Regions from separate parts of the Mus musculus genome. Here region 1 is linked to region 2. A link is a contact called in public HiChIP or PLAC-seq data. All regions are on one chromosome and are shown on one strand. Each heading gives the region's core, a stretch centred on a gene start, on an enhancer-like site or on the middle of the called end of the contact. The rest is flanking DNA. Distances are from core to core; before and after follow the strand shown.

The links. HiChIP or PLAC-seq counts read pairs in DNA pulled down with a chosen protein or histone mark.
Region 1: an H3K27ac HiChIP or PLAC-seq map of neural progenitor cells shows a contact between it and region 2, with 9 times the contacts expected there. The contact joins the enhancer-like site here to the promoter of Pde4b in region 2. A contact is called at or near these places in 5 of 484 Hi-C or Micro-C datasets (cerebral cortex, cortical glia, forebrain and 2 more), 4 of 115 datasets of contacts at active chromatin or transcription factors (embryonic basal ganglia, embryonic forebrain, forebrain and 1 more) and 3 of 9 other capture datasets (adipose tissue, liver and macrophages).

The regions. Positions count from the first base shown.
Region 1 is chr4:102,411,999-102,414,698 of GRCm38.p6, reverse strand. All of the region lies in intron 1 of Pde4b (phosphodiesterase 4B, cAMP specific), which reads right to left. Among named protein-coding and RNA genes, the nearest start is that of Gm52669, 66 kb to the right of the region's middle. Within about 2 kb of position 1,423, at least 30 of the 459 cell types and tissues checked have an H3K27ac peak or open chromatin away from gene starts, as enhancers often do. A contact at or near this core is called in cerebral cortex, cortical glia, forebrain and 1 more, where this site is marked.
Region 2 is chr4:102,253,601-102,256,350 of GRCm38.p6, reverse strand. Pde4b (phosphodiesterase 4B, cAMP specific) reads right to left here and starts at 1,412. Exons shown (of 15, transcript NM_019840.2): 1 at 895-1,412. The coding sequence starts at 1,130.

The DNA of each region.
Region 1 (2,700 bases), core at 174-2,673, 160 kb before region 2:
CAAAAGACCATCGAAATAAGAACTTCAAAATATTAGAACTTCTGCAGAAAAAGAATCTCTAAAAGGATGAATTGATTTCTTATTCAAAGAATTGAGTGTTCAACCAGATAATCACTTAGAAACAGTATCCTGATATTTTAGACTTGGGCGAGTCTCCAAAAGCTCCCACCAGGGATAGTTTCCTGCATTCAGTCTAAGAACATATTCCAACAGAAAGAAAAAGCCCATACTGTGTGTGTGTATGTGTACATGCATGTTGGGGGATACTCTACGTGGATGAATTTATGTACATGTGTGTGTGCACTTGTGCATGTGTGTGTGCGTGTCCATGTATGTCCTGGTTTTTAGATTTGCATAACCATAGCTATTAATTGGCACTGGTTCTGGGTTCAAACCTGTCATCAATTCACGCCTTGATCTGCTGTACAAATTGTTCTGTACTCAGTGTGAAAGCAAGAGCGAGGCACTTATAATAACCTCTCTGAATGATGAGTTTCCAAGACTTAGGAGAGTATACTGTAATTTCAGAAGGGAAAAGAGCCACCTTTTCATCTTCCAAAAGGTTGCTTGAGAATATTTTTTAATTCCTGCCTGACAGTGTGTGTGTCCTTTAGGATGAGACTGTGATCTGGAAACAATAACATCCCGGAGTTGAAACAGAGCTGCTCTGCGTGCTGCTGGAGGGCCACAAGCCAACTTGGCTCATCATGAAGTCTGACACAGGCACCCCCTCCTGATGTGCTTTGTTTTCATATTTAAATAAATCCTAGAGGCACAGTCGGTATAATTGGATCTTCAGAGGTACTAAGAATCAATTTGACGTTAGAAAACTTTCCTGTAAAGACAAGACCATCAGTGGCTATTGACTCAAACCTGGCCATTTTACAAATAAAGAAACTTGTTCAGAGACCTGTGTGAGGCTGCTTGGACAGCTAGAACCTTTTCCCAGTTTTGTGGATATATTAGAGGCTTGTCCCCATTAAAGATGACACTAAGTAAATTGTGTCATATGTTTAACTCTACTTACTGAGTACTAAATAAAATAATGGCAACTCAGTGGAGCAGAAAGGGAACTACACAGACCTGAATTCAAATCTCATTTAGTTTCTTAATCGGTAACAGGTAATTTAATTTCCTGGGCTTTGAGGTTTGCAACCGTAAAGCGAGGATATAATATACTGCACTATTTAAAGATCTTGAATTTGTGAGTGCCGAGAAACTAATTAAAATGGGCACAAGTAAAACAGAGGAACTATTGGGCCCTATAATGGAGCTATTGTAATAAATGAAAGGGTAGACACAGTGCCAACCTCAAGCAATACTGAATAGAAAGATTCAACAGTTCTTGGTCCCTATATCTGCGCTGTCTCTAGTCTCTATATGTCAAGCAAGCCTGTTAGTCAAGCTCTTTCACACAGGGACACAGTCATGCTCTGTGCCTCAGCCTCATGATGAGAAGGAAGGGCTCTTCCCTGCTTTAGTCTTTATTGTAAAAGTCCCATGTGGCAGCCTTCATTTGCTCATTGTTGGCAATGAGCATGTCAAGTCTTCTAGACAGCAGGTGGCAATTTCAAAGTCCCTGTTAAAACCTGCAGTGTTGCCTAGCAAACACAGAAGTGGATGCTCACAGTCAACTATTGGATGGATCACAGGGCCCCCAATGGAGGAGCTAGAGAAAGTATCCAAGGAGCTAAAGAGATCTGCAACCCTGTAGGTGCAACATTATGAACTAACTAGTACCCCGGAGCTCTTGACTCTAGCTGCATATGTATCAAAAGATGGCCTAGTCGGCCATCACTGGAAAGAGAGGCCCATTGGACACGCAAACTTTATATGCCCCAGTACAGGGGAACGCCAGGGCCAAAAATGGGAATGGGTGGGTAGGGGAGTGGGGGGGTGAGGGTGTGGGGGACTTTTGGGATAGCATTGAAAATGTAATTGAGGAAAATACGTAATAAAAAGAAAAGAAAAAAAAACCTGCAGTGTTTCGATGAGCAAGTGAGACCTCTTACCAGGGGGAAGGGTGGTGGTTATTAATGACTGAGATAACGACTATAAGTACTATAGGTACCTGCTATAGTACCTAAAGCACTATGAATCAACTATAGGTATCTAATTCAGGAAGGCAATAATCAAATAAGATGTTGGGCCTAAGTTCCCCAAAAGTAATTTTAAGTGTGTATCAGGCAAGATACAAAGTATGCAGGAGTCTCTAAAGCAATCTGTATGGTGGCAAAGGTGACATTATGCAAGTATGATAGGGTTTGGGACACAAGGCAGGGTCCTTGCAGTCACTGATAACCTTGGCACTTTATCAGGGGATTGACCAAAACAGCTTGAAAGTTCATGTTTTCTCTTCTCATCTTTGTAATTTTACAGAGGAAAGTACAAAATTCTAAGAATAGGTTCTAGAAAACAAAACAAAACAAAACAAACCTTATCTTTCATTAGAGCATGAATGAGGCCCATTGAATGGTTTGGTTTTTAAAATAATCACTCTGGAGAAATGACTGAAGAAGATAGGACAAAGGTGAACCATCCAGTCAGTGAATATTTCTGAAGACAAGCTAGGTGTTAATGGTGCTTTGCCTTGGTGAGCAGTGGCAGCGTGGTAACAGAAGTCAAATTCCAGGTGTATGTGCAAGGTAAGGCCTGAGCGAACTCACTGACTGAAATGCCTAGCCTGAGGGTAAGAGCTGA
Region 2 (2,750 bases), core at 163-2,662:
CTTAAAAAACCACATCCTGCTTTTCTTGCCATGTTGCCTATTAAATAAGACTGAGCTGCAAATACCAATTTGGAAGGTTATCTTAATTTGAAAGACACATCCCTTCAAAGAAACCTGAGGTGGCCCAGGCTTTTCAGGTCAAAGTAACTTAATGTTGGGGTTCTCTCCTTGTGCTTCTTCACTGCACTGCTTTAAGGAGGCCAGCCTCCTGTTTTTACATCCAGTGTAAATAAAATATATGCTGGAGGTAGGGAGTTCAACTCAGCTTCTACAGAGACACTAACCTCTTATACTTGGCATACCTAAAAGATACAAAATTTTTGGAATCATAATACAACTGATTGTCAGTGACACTTTGTAAGTTAGAACTTAGTTTCCCTACCCTTTAAGTAATGTAAAGATAAAAGTTTGTAAGGAGAAAGCTCACTCTGGTTATGCCCCATAGTCATGATGAGACAACACATTTATTGAGGCTTTTATAAGTTATCTTAAGGAATAGATTAGAATTGAGATGAAAATACCTATTCTTGTACCACAAAAACAAAACAAAAACAAAGCCCCACTGCTAAAATCATAGAACAGAAATGAAACAAAAATCTTACTTTTAAAAGGTCCCTCAATTCCCTATTTTCCAAAAGACATTTTTATAAGCAGTCACTTCGAAGAGTCTCCACGGTCAGAGGCTTATTTTATCTGGAAACAGCAGGTAGCACAAAGATACTTAAGCACACTGTACACTTCTGTATTCTTAGCTGACCTACTGTACCCCTTCAACTCAGACTTGCGCTATGCATTCCGAGCAAAACTCAGACATTCCATTCTCAACCTTTCTAAATCACTACTGAGAAGCCAAGAATCTGCCTAGCACTGGGATGCCTTTAAGTCCACTCTTACCATGTATGAGCCACCGTGAAGCGACGCCGCTGTCGGATGCTTTTATTCACCAGCAACTTTCTGAAAAAGCATGGTGAATTCCTTGGTGAACTGCGTGGAGAAATTTTGGGAGATGTAGGTCTGTTTCCTGGTAGCTTTGGAAGCTCAAGTTCCAAGCGCATCTGCTCCTTGAAAGTCTTTATGCAAACCTCAGATTCCGAAGCAGTAAATTCTTTTGGAGAATTTTTTGCTGTCATGTCTCGTATGGAGTGCTAGCTAGCATTCACCATCCAAAACAGCAGTCTTGAACATAGCAAAGGCACTGACGCGGGTTAAAAGGCTGCTGGGTCCGCACACTCTTCCCAGGCTAATTTGGGAAGCTGTGGTTTCAATCCTGGAGCACTTCAGAGCAAGAGGAGCATACTGGGAGACTGGCAAGACAGCCTGTCACAAGGAGCTTTATCAGGCTGCCTTTGCCTCTGAAAATGCGCCAAAGTGCTTCCTCTGTCACCAGCCTCCTTGTGGATGGGGTTTGTCTGCAAGTTACACACTGAGACTCACTGAATCCATTCAGCTGAATATATCAACTCATGAAATATTCATGAGGGCTTTTGATAAATCCTTTATATGTATTTTTTTTTTTAAAGAAAACCTTATCAAACAAGCTGCATTAACTCGGACAGTAAGCAAAGCCTGGCCACCCAGTCACTTTTGTCTGCACAAAGGGCGGAACCAGAGCCCATCCAGCATGTGCTTTTAAAGTCTTCATTCAGAATTATCTTGCTCAGCAAAGCACCGCCGTAACTCCGCCTATCAAACGCTATTGGCCCAGGATTCTTTAAACAACTGGGCTATCTCCCCCCTGAAAAATACCCTCCACTGCTCGGATTTGCACTAAATTCGTGAGGCTATCGTCTTTGTCACAGTCAAAACTGATTAAGTCAGGGATTGCCAAAAGCCTCAATAAAACAGCTTTTCAGATTCCATTTCTGAATCAAAGAGCTGAATTGCTGAAGTTCCCCCCCCCCTACCCCCACCCCACTTCCTTCTTTAGAAGATCCCAAGCAGCATCAGTTAAAAAAACAAAATGTCACTTAACAGGAAAACATTGGCTTTGGTTCATTTCCCCAAGGAATTCAAAACCTAATTTTTATTCCAATAAACATTACTCTCATTGTTCTCTTTAGGCTCATTGTTTGCAATCTGCCCACATAAGCCACTTGATACTGAATGCCTCTTCTGATGGCCAAAGCACCCCTAATCTGAAATGGAAGTAAGAGCCAGAAAAAACATGCACCCCAAGTTAGGTACTGTGCATGTGTTTGTGTGTGTGCTGAGAGGTGCACAAGGTGTGTATCTTTGTGCCTGTGTGCACCAGAGAGTGGGTTTCTACATTGCTTGTGAGAAGCCATGGAGTCAAGGAATGTCTTCAACCTGGCTAGGCTTGGCTTTTCTTTTCTTTTTGCCTTTTTTTTTCCTTTTTTCTTTTTCTCTTCTTGGGCATGAGAGCACAGCTTCTATATATTTAAAGGCATACTGAAGTATAATGAGGTCCATTGCATGTTGTAAAATATTTATTCACAGTGATGGTCATTGGATCCAGGTTGATCTCAAATAAATGTGGCAAAGTACGATAGGATTAATCAGCAAGAATGACAGAAAAGGTAAAGATGCACAGTAGGACTTCAGTGAAAATCAGACATTCATTTTCACACTAATGTGTAGGGTCGTCCAGCTGTATAAATCTCTCTATATGTCTGTCACACACTAAAAATGTGCTGAAGATTAGAGGGCTAAATAACGGCAGAACATCGCCTCTGGGTAGGAGAAAGGCATCCCACTGCAAACCTTAGGGAAGGAACTGGAACTTAAACTAC